Regions from separate parts of the Danio rerio genome. Here region 1 is linked to region 2. A link is a contact called in public HiChIP or PLAC-seq data. All regions are on one chromosome and are shown on one strand. The core of a region is the stretch at or near the end of the contact, and the rest is flanking DNA. Distances in the headings are between cores, read along the strand shown.

What was found. HiChIP or PLAC-seq counts read pairs in DNA pulled down with a chosen protein or histone mark.
Region 1: a contact with region 2 is called in an H3K4me3 HiChIP or PLAC-seq map of gastrula embryo, with 2.4 times the contacts expected there. The contact joins the promoter of stx1b here to the promoter of gnb3b in region 2. A contact is called at or near these places in 2 of 4 datasets of contacts at active chromatin or transcription factors (embryo and gastrula embryo).

Annotation. Positions count from the first base shown.
Region 1 is chr19:6,187,387-6,192,650 of GRCz12tu, forward strand. It overlaps stx1b (syntaxin 1B), which reads right to left and starts at 1,383. Exons shown (of 10, transcript NM_131523.1): 1 at 1,354-1,383. The coding sequence starts at 1,383.
Region 2 is chr19:6,055,398-6,060,617 of GRCz12tu, forward strand. gnb3b (guanine nucleotide binding protein (G protein), beta polypeptide 3b) reads right to left here and starts at 3,706. Exons shown (of 9, transcript NM_213202.1): 1 at 3,559-3,706; 2 at 1,401-1,491; 3 at 787-932; 4 at 138-201. The coding sequence starts at 1,457.

The DNA.
Region 1 (5,264 bases), core at 133-2,632, 130 kb after region 2:
CATGTCGCATCAGATTCGCGTTGAGCTATTAACACCTTTAGAAGCAAGACTAATGATGGATGTGTGTTTTAAAGCGCAGGCGGCGGAGGATACAGCGAGCGTGCTCGGCTTTGGGGAGGATATGGTGCACGCGCATCACGTATAATTGCGAATTCTGTAAATCCAATTATCTGTAGATTACATTTCTACATTGCGTCTGATAAGCCACGGCTGATATCAGATGCTCCGCTTCTCCGAGGGGAATAAGGGAAGTCTTGGACGGATTCCGGTCCGAGTTTTGCACTAATGACTTTGAGTTGATGAAGATGGCTTGAGTTGTGAAGTTATCTATTTATTTATACAAACATGTTAATGCACTACTTATCTGTCTTATAACCCCCCAAGCGCACCACGCGCGCGCGCGCACACTGATGAGTGCAGTGCACTGGGTTCAGGCGTTTCCTTTACGATATTTCATTGATCTCTGGCGACGGAAAATTCGTGGAGGTTGGGCGACGCATTAAAGCCTCAAGGCCCACCTTCGATATTATGGAAAAATAAATAAATAAATAAATGATTAAGCCGCTATACCGTCGCGACTACAAATAGAAATAATTTGGCGGCCATGTTGCATTGCTTTAGCTCAATTGAGCGATACAAGCAACAATATTACATCCTTTCATGCCTAATATAGGGGCTAAGAACGGAACAATGCGTGCTGCAATAATCGCACATCACACCCAGCGATTAAAATGCGTCCGATGAAGATGTACATGCATCGGGGATGCAGCTTTAGCTGGAGATACTCAAAATTCCCTGGTGCAGAAGGCAAATTTAAGGTGTACCAAAGGAGAACCAGTGTTATATCCGTTTTAAAATAAAATAAAATAAAACATAAAGATCTGTATTAATTATTGATCATGCGGTGATCATAGAATTAGATATTGGGATGGTGCGTGTCAGTGTATGGATACTGGCTAACTATCCGCAGCAGCAGTAGATAGATCACACTCCTGGGCGACATGTATCAAAGGTGGTCTGTTTGTATGCATGTTAATGTAGGGGGGCTCATTTCGCAAATTACGCCATATAACCAGATTTGATCGATAAATCGATCCATCGCACATGGAAGGGTGCGGGAGTGAGAGCGGCTATTAAACACGTAGTATATCCGCGATTTGATTGAGTAACTGCATCAAGAAGAAAGGAGAAATAAGGAGTATGAGGATGTGAGATCGCGGGAAAATTCCGTGCACATCCCCGTAAATGCTGAACCGTGAGCGAGCAGCAGTGAGATGTCAGCTGCTGACGCCCGGTTGCGGTGAGGAGACGGAGAATATGGGAGGAGATGAGCGATAAAAGCAGCAGACTTACACTTCGTAGTTCCTGCGTGCGATCCTTCATTTTTCCCCGCCGTGCTGGCCAAAAATATCTCTTGAGATGTCCGCTGCGTTCGTGTTTTTATGCTTGGCAAATGTCTGGCTCCTGTTTTAATTTCCCACAGATGTAGCAGGTGATTTGGGGGGAAAAAAAAGGCCGCCCTGTTTCTTCTGTCTCCTCTCTGCGCTATTTCACGCCTTTTCCCCCTTTTCCCTGTTCCTGGTTGTGTGATGGTGGTGGTGTGTCCTCCGTGGCGGTGCAGTGATGCCCCGCAGCGCGCTCTGACTCCAGCACACGAATGCGATTCCGAACGCGGTACTGATGCTGCAAAAAAAAAAGAGAGGTGGGGGGAGGGGAGCGATGCAGAGGGCTGGGGATCTTCTGCGCACGCGCATCCGTCTCACTTTACCTGCTGCCCCTCCCCCATCCCGCTCGCTTGCTGTACTGTGCGTCTCCGCAGCGCGTAACTGGCCCACGTTCCCCATCATAACTAGGGAACTGTAGTTTGTTTTAGGCGGAATCAAAGAGCAGGAGACTCCTTTAGGCCTGATGAAATAATCGATGCGGGATTATTTCAGGCTAATGCGGGGGAATAAAACAGATGGGGCAAACTGAAATACACATACTCTTGTAGTAATTATTATATTATATTATGCTATGATATGTTATGTTATGTTATGTTATATTATTTTATTTTATATTATTTTAAATTATATAATATTACATTATATTATAATAGTTTATGTTATATTAACATTATATTTTATTATGATAAATAATATTATATAATGTTATATTATGTTATATTATATTAAGTTATATTATATTATATTATATTATTTTACGTTATATTATGTTATATTATATTATATTAAGTTATATTATATTATATTAAGTTATATTATATTATGTTATATTATATTATATTAAGTTATATTATATTATATTATATTATATTATATTATATTATATTATATTATTTTATGTTATATTATATTACATTATATTATATTAAGTTATATTATATTATATTACATTATATTATATTAAGTTATATTATATTATATTATATTATATTGTATTATGTTATATTATATTATATTATATTATGTTATATTATATTATATTATATTATATTATATTATATTATATTAAGTTATATTATATTATTTTATGTTATATTATGTTATATTATATTATATTATGTTATATTATATTATATTAAGTTATATTATATTATATTATATTATATTATATTATATTATATTATATTAAGTTATATTATATTATTTTATGTTATATTATATTACATTATATTATATTAAGTTATATTATATTATATTTTTATATTATATTATATTACATTATATTATATTAAGTTATATTATATTATATTATATTGTATTATGTTATATTATATTATATTATGTTATATTATATTATATTATATTAAGTTATATTATATTATATTATATTATTTTATGTTATATTATATTATATTATATTATATTATATTATATTATATTATATTATATTATATTATATTATATTAAGTTATATTATATTATGTTATATTATATTAAGTTATATTATATTATGTTATGTTATATTATATTACATTATATTATATTAAGTTATATTATATTATATTTTTTATGTTATATTATATTATATTACATTATATTATATTAAGTTATATTATATTATATTATGTTATATTATATTATATTATATTATATTATATTAAGTTATATTATATTATATTATATTAAGTTATATTATATTATGTTATATTATATTAAGTTATATTATATTATTTTATGTTATATTATATTACATTATATTATATTAAGTTATATTATATTATATTTTTTATGTTATATTATATTATATTACATTATATTATATTAAGTTATATTATATTATATTATATTATATTATATTGTATTATGTTATATTATATTATATTATGTTATATTATATTATATTATATTAAGTTATATTATATTATATTATATTATATTATACTATATTATATTATTTTATGTTATATTATATTATATTATATTATATTAAGTTATATTATATTATGTTATATTATATTAAGTTATATTATATTGTATTATGTTATGTTATATTATATTATATTAAAGTGTCATTATATTGTGTTATATTATATTTTATCTTATTATTTTATATTATATTAAATTATATTATACTAAATTATGTTATATTGTATTATATTATATTATTAGACTTATAAATTATAAATTTATAAAATAAAAATATTGACCTGACCATCTCCTTGCCTAAACCCAACCGACAGTGTTTTCAAAAGCACTGATTCCCAACTTGATTTTAAGTTGACCAAAGTAATTCAATAAATTCAAAACAATATTTCACATTTAAGTCCATGTATATTTTTTTTCTTGGGCAGGATAAATGTTTTTGATTAATATTAAAATAAGTTTTTCATTCGCAACCACGTCAATATGACGGTAATTGATAAATTTAGCTTTAATAAATTACACATAAAAATGCTGTGTTTTACACAATCGATTTGTGTTGCAACATGAAGGAATTTAGTTAATTTAGTAGTTTTTACTAATTTAATTGAATTAAACATAAAACAATTAAGTTGTCCCCAAAAAACTGAGGAATTGGATTGTTTTAGCTCAATTTAAATAAGGAGCAAACATAATTTATTTTAATCATACAGTAATTCATTAGGTTACTAAAAGAAAATTATATGTAAGATTACAAAAAGAGACTAAAGTACGAAAGTAAAATATATTTATTGTCTTTTTATTAACCAATATTTTTACTTTGTGCAAATGTTTTTTTTTCATGACCACAATAAATATTTGTGATTTGGATTAAATTACATTTTAGTTAGAATCCAATCCAATTGAATTATACTTTGAGAAAAACTTTGAAAGTTGATTCAGAGTGTATTGTTTTCAATGTACAATTAAATTAACTTTAACATGTTGTTTGTGTTCAAATGTTTCTGCAAAAAGAGCTTTATGCAGAATACATACACACAATTTTATTTTACTGCAGATTTAATGGCCCTGAAGATGTTTTATTTATAAAGGCTTTTCATTAATAAACCTCCCTCAACATCAGTGTACATGACTTTTAAAATCATATCTGCTTTTTTAAGTTATAGGGATGTTTTGGCCTAAAACTATTAACCTGAACACAGTTGAAGGAGACTTTCTGTGCGAAGTTTGTGCTTTTCGAGAGGGGGCGCTGTTTGGCTCAGAAAAGGAAAAACGTATTTTGTTTTTTAGCCTGCTTTAAAAGCTGTATCATTGTATGTATAATGTCAATTCATATAAAGTCTATTAAATTTGGTCATATCAATAATAGTTAGATTTTACATATTATTATTATTGTTATTATTATTATTATTGTTGTTATTATTAATAATATTATTTTATATTATTATTATTAATATTATTATTATTTATTGGTCATCTTCATTTTTAATTCAAAAAGTGTCTGGGAGCACTTTCTTCATGATGTTGGAGTCTTTTGGCATGAATTTAATATTTTTATGATGAAAATAATTTTTCCAATAAAAAAAATAGGGTATGATTTTTTGAAAACAATTTTTACAAAGAAATTGGTTGTAAATTTCACAAACATTTACAAAAAAAATGTCAAGTAATACACTGGGTTAAATTTGGAGCTTTGAAGTGGAAAGTAGTGCGCCATCCAATAATCGTCATTTTACAATTAAGTTAGAAAAAATTATTTATGCACAGTAATCAGTGTTTTTTTCTCAACTTATATCTTTTTCTAGAGTCATTTTTACCTAATTTGCTGCCCTTTTTGTGACATTAATTGTCATAATATTTATTAAAAGTTTCATTATTATTACATTTTGCCAAAGACTT
Region 2 (5,220 bases), core at 2,456-4,955:
AAGTAAGATACTCTGGTTATTTATAGTGGTTAAGGAGTCGTCTGATTGGTGAATCAGTGTTAGCTAATGTGCACCAGGTGCTATCATTCATAAGCACGTGCTCCTCTCGAAATTTCACAAAACTTCACTTAAATCACCTTATTTCCAGAGTGAGCATCCCAGATGAGAAGTTTGCCATCCTGTGATGCACTGACCATTAGTCTAAAAAAAATAGGGAAGAAAGAGTGGTAAAGACAACAAGAAAATATATTATTCTGAACACCGGACATAAGATTTTTGTATCAAATTGCTTATTTTTCTACAATGCTTTTAATCTTTCTGTGTCCCAGACACGTTGAGTACAGCTTCTTGAACACAGCAAGGCTTAAAGCCTGTTTCAGGCCTCTGACCCTGATAATTGATCTAACTAAGAATTAGCTAATTCAAGGTGACCACAAGGTTTAGCTGATTTCTGTGTGAGAGCTATTAACCTGGTTGAGCAGATCACGTGACAACAAAGGGCAACATATATTTAACTTTCTGACATGTTTATCTATTTTTTTTACCAAGCCCTCAATACAGTATGAAAATCATCATACCTTGTGAAAATCAATACCTTTACTCACTTTTAGTCAAAGTAGTAGGTTAGGGGAAGGCTGCATAACATTTCAAAGACTGAAATGTGATTTGATTTCAGGCTGTATGTCAAATAAAGTCATTATTTCAAAGGGGTATGATGACTTTCTATAGTCTATAGTTTAGCATGTCTCGAATGTAACTGGATTTGGTTCGGAATGATGCTTTCACCTGTTGTCTGTACACCAATGCATGGCGTAGATTTTGGCCAGGTGACCTTTGAGGGTCTTTCTGGTCTTGAGTTGGACCCGAGGGGCTGGAGCCACTCCAGCAGCGGCTGCCGCCATGTCTGTGTCATGGGCTGCTTTGCGAGCCGCCTAGAAATGGAAGCCAATAGTTTGTTACATTAGCAAATCGTTCACATTTAATGATTTATTTTTAATCTGTGTTCCTGTGTCAAATTTAAGTGTGGAAAGAGCCAGATTTACTAAAGAGTGCTAAAAAGCACTGATGTAGGTGCAAGTGATCTACAGACAAAGCACACACTTATAAAGAAAAACAGCTCATTAGGGTATCAGTTAGGTTGCAAGCAAGCCGGACCAACGGTTAAAACATGGTGTTAAATAATAGAGCAGATACTAGTAAAATGACCTCAGTAGATCATGTTGTTTGACTTCAAATACGTTCAGAACAATTTTGTGTCTGAAAGTGAAACTCCTACAAATTCATATGCAATAAGGTCAACTGCAGAAATCCTAAGTTATTAGTGGTTTTTAATCATTCGCTGCATGCATTTCATCAATCCTGACAGTAGATATAAATACAAGACTAAACACCAATCTCACCTCAATCTGTGTCTTCAGGCCTTCAGCCTCCTTTTTCATCTGTTCCATTTCACCCATGGCTGCTGTTGATCGGGGTGTTTAATAGCACAAGCTAAAAGCAAAAAAACAAAACAAAAAAAAAACGAAAATTAATACGAGTAATATAGTCATATCCTAGTTGAAAATGGCTATATATGCAATAAAATAAATCTGAACTAGGCCTTGAGGCTATTACATCACCTGTATTGATCTAATAATAATACGTATAAAACTTAATAGAGATCAAGTATTGATGACTATATTGAAATCTGACTTTGTTTCAATGTTAAAAAAACTCACTGTACAGTAATTAAGCTGAGTGTAAAATCTCACTAAGCAAGACAGAAATAGTGGAATGATATGTGTCATTTAAAAACTGTAGAGATTAATCTGATTTGGAAGAGTTTGCTAATATTTTATAGGAAATGCTAAGCAGAAAATGCTTTACAGCTCAGGCGTTAATTAGATGTACTATTCAAACATTGACATCTGCACCAAGCAGCTTAAAAGGCATCAAGGAAAACTCCCAAATGAGTCCTTCAAAACTGAACCAGTCCCGTTGAAGCCTCCTGTTCACATTAAAATACTGAATACATATGCAATTTCAAATAAAAAAGCTAAATTGTATTTGCATCAGACTAATGGTAATTTAAAATCCTCAATATGGAAGCAATCAAGCCTTCCCGTTAACAGTAATGTGCAAAAAAGCAGGCAGATCTGCAACAATGCAATCTGCATCTAATGCAATGGTAATCAACTTAACCTGAGATCTGCTTAAATATCAAAGGTTTAAAAAGTTATATGGAGATACTCGACCGCCGTATGAATTTACCTCGAGAAAACTACGAGAAATTGTCAAGCTGGAAATCCTAATTAACTTAAATGACTGTTAAATAGAGACTAGTCTTCTGTAGAAACCATGATCTTGCATTGTGTAGCTGACGATCGATTGATCATATGATATAATAGCTACAAGATCATGATGAGTTCAGCTCTTGATGAGAGCACAGTTGTTTTATTGATGCCGAGGAGGGCTAGAAGAAAGGTCTAAGCCCCTGCAGGAGCTCCCAGGGGGGTGGTTTATCAAATCTCCTGTCATCCGATTACCGACTGCTCTTTGCGACGAGATCAGTTGGTACCCGGGGTTCGGAGATCAAAGACAAAACGCAATGAAAAGAGGAAGAAATGACCTTTTTTGAGTGTATACCTTCTGCGATGTTTGATTTATGTGATCGATTTTACAAGAATGTTCGTCTGGATGCTATGAATCTCATGACTTTTAAGCTTAAGAGCAGCTGTAGCATTAGTTTAATCCTACAAATTGGTCAAGTTTACAAGTTGCGACCTCATGATCTGTTTAGAACCAAACATCCAGAGGAATGCATTAGTATAAAAGCCAAAATATTATTGACATATATTTAAGTGCAAAGTAGTATTACTTACTACATGTTTAAGGTCAATGAGGATTAAGTTTAGGGCTAGTTGAATGCAATTATATGCATAGTTAATTGCGATTACTGTAGTAAATGTGTATCAAGGACCAAATTTGATTCTGAAAATCTTCAGTGCATTCTCGAAATACCAATTGAAATCAATAAAAATAAACAAAATTCCAAATTACCATTACTTGATAGGTTGTTTCAGGTAATTCTCCAAAGATTAAACTAGGATCACTACAAGTTATATTCTTAAAATGCTTTTTTTTTTTTTATTTAACACATTTTACTAAGCATTTTGCATCTGTTTGTCACATTCTAAGAGTTTTTGTGCATTATACTTTCATACAAAGTTACTAAAAAGGCATGGAAATGTCTTAAAGAGATAGTACACCCAATGGTTTTAAGCCTTCATGGGTTTTTTTCTTTCATTGAACACAAAACTAGACATTATGTAGAATGCTGGTATGCATTGACTTCCGTAATAGGAAACATAAAAGACTCTAGAAGTCAATGGCTAGCAGCATTCCTCCAAATACCTCAACAGAAGAAAAAAACAAAGTCTAATTGGTTCCGACCAATCAGAAAAGTGAGAAGGAATTTTCACTTTTGGGTAAACTATCCTCTTTAAGCCCAAGTTTTATAGATTTGTTCGCCAGTTCAGATCACTGCACGACCTAATAAAAGACGACGAACAAACTCACCTCACTACCAACAAAGGCTTCTTGTCTTCTCTATTACTCCAAGTCTCTCTCTCTTTCTCTCAGTCTCTTTTCTGCTTAGTCCACAAAACAGCTCTTCAATCGTATCTCTCTGTGCCTCCCACAGGTTCCCCAACAGACAGGATGCAACTTACCTGTGGAAAAACTCTCTCGTCTCTTCCCCCGTCTCTGCAAGAGGAACAGATGAGGATTGGAGGGGATGAAGGAGATCAGGGATGAAAGGATAAGCCAAAAGATGGGCAGAGAAAGGGTAAGAGAGAGAAAGAGAGAGGGGAAAGGGGGAGGGCAGGGAACAGGTAAACCGATTGCGATGGAAAATCAGGTTATGGAGTCGAAAGACGAAGCAAAAGTGAGCGCAGAAAGTGATGAATCCGGGATTATGCATGAGAGAAGTTGGATCATTGGTTAAAAACGCAACAAACTTGATTGAGCTACACCAATGGAAACCCAAGCAAAAGGCTTTAAAATAGTGACTGTGTTTTTAACTGTGTAAAATATTGGGTTTCACACAATTGCTTCATGTTCTTCCAACACAAATCCATTAAGTTAACTTAATTGTTTTAAGTGGATTCAACATAAAACAATCAGGTTGTCCCAAAAAAGCCTCAAGAATTGTATTAATTTGGCTCATTTTTAATAAGTTGTATGAAAAAAGTATAAAAAATCTGTGATTTTCAATGAATTTATACCACTTTTATCATGTAGGCGCTTTAGGCAAGCATTAAGGATAGTTTACCAATTATATTTCCAACCCAATGTTGCAGAATTTTAAATGGAAACCATTTAATTTTATTCATTTGATTTAGTTTAACCGTGTATCTGTTGGAAGTAAAGCAAGTAAGGTAAATTGGGTAAACACGAATACGTCAGATTCACAAACATCTTAGGAGTGTCGTAAAGTTCTCCGTATTGATTCTACAATCATTTTGCATCCTGTTTAAAGCATAATAGACTAGTTGTTATCTCATTAGAGCAGTTTAATAACCGATCTGCCATTTGTGTAAGGGTCATTGGTGTAGGTTTGGTAAAGGCTCAATAGGAGGGGGCTTGTTCTTTGGCTTTGAATTGGTTTGTCAGAGCTAATGAGTTGAGCTCGCCTAATCAGTTTCTAAGTGGATATCCGGGAATCTGCAATCCTGTTAAGGAATTAGAGCAGGTGAATCCGTGGAGCAGACGTCACGGGGGACACAAAGAGCAACAGAGGAAGAAAGTGAGGAAAGTTATTATTATGATAACTCCTCCTGATGGCTTACACTTCCGATCAGAATAGAGAGGAGTAATGATGGTGATCATTTGTTTGTGGTTTATTCACTGTATGCTCTCTAAAAGTGAAAGTGTGTTTTTACAGCAGTGTTTTAGAAGAAATGAGTTGCCAAAAAGAAAGTCCCCTAAAATGGTTCCTATGTAGGTTCCTAGCTGCAAACTCAAACCATTATACACATTTCCACTGCAGAAAATGAGGTTCTGGCTTGAAGAAACGCTATAATCCTATTGGGCAATGTAATCATGCAAATGTGTCAAACTGTGCATTTAATCTAATTTTAAAGGGGCAGTCCACCCAAAAATCTTAGTTCTGTCAACATCTACTAATCCTCAACTTGTTCCGAACCTTTTTGAGTTGCTTTCTTTCTTTTTAACACAAAG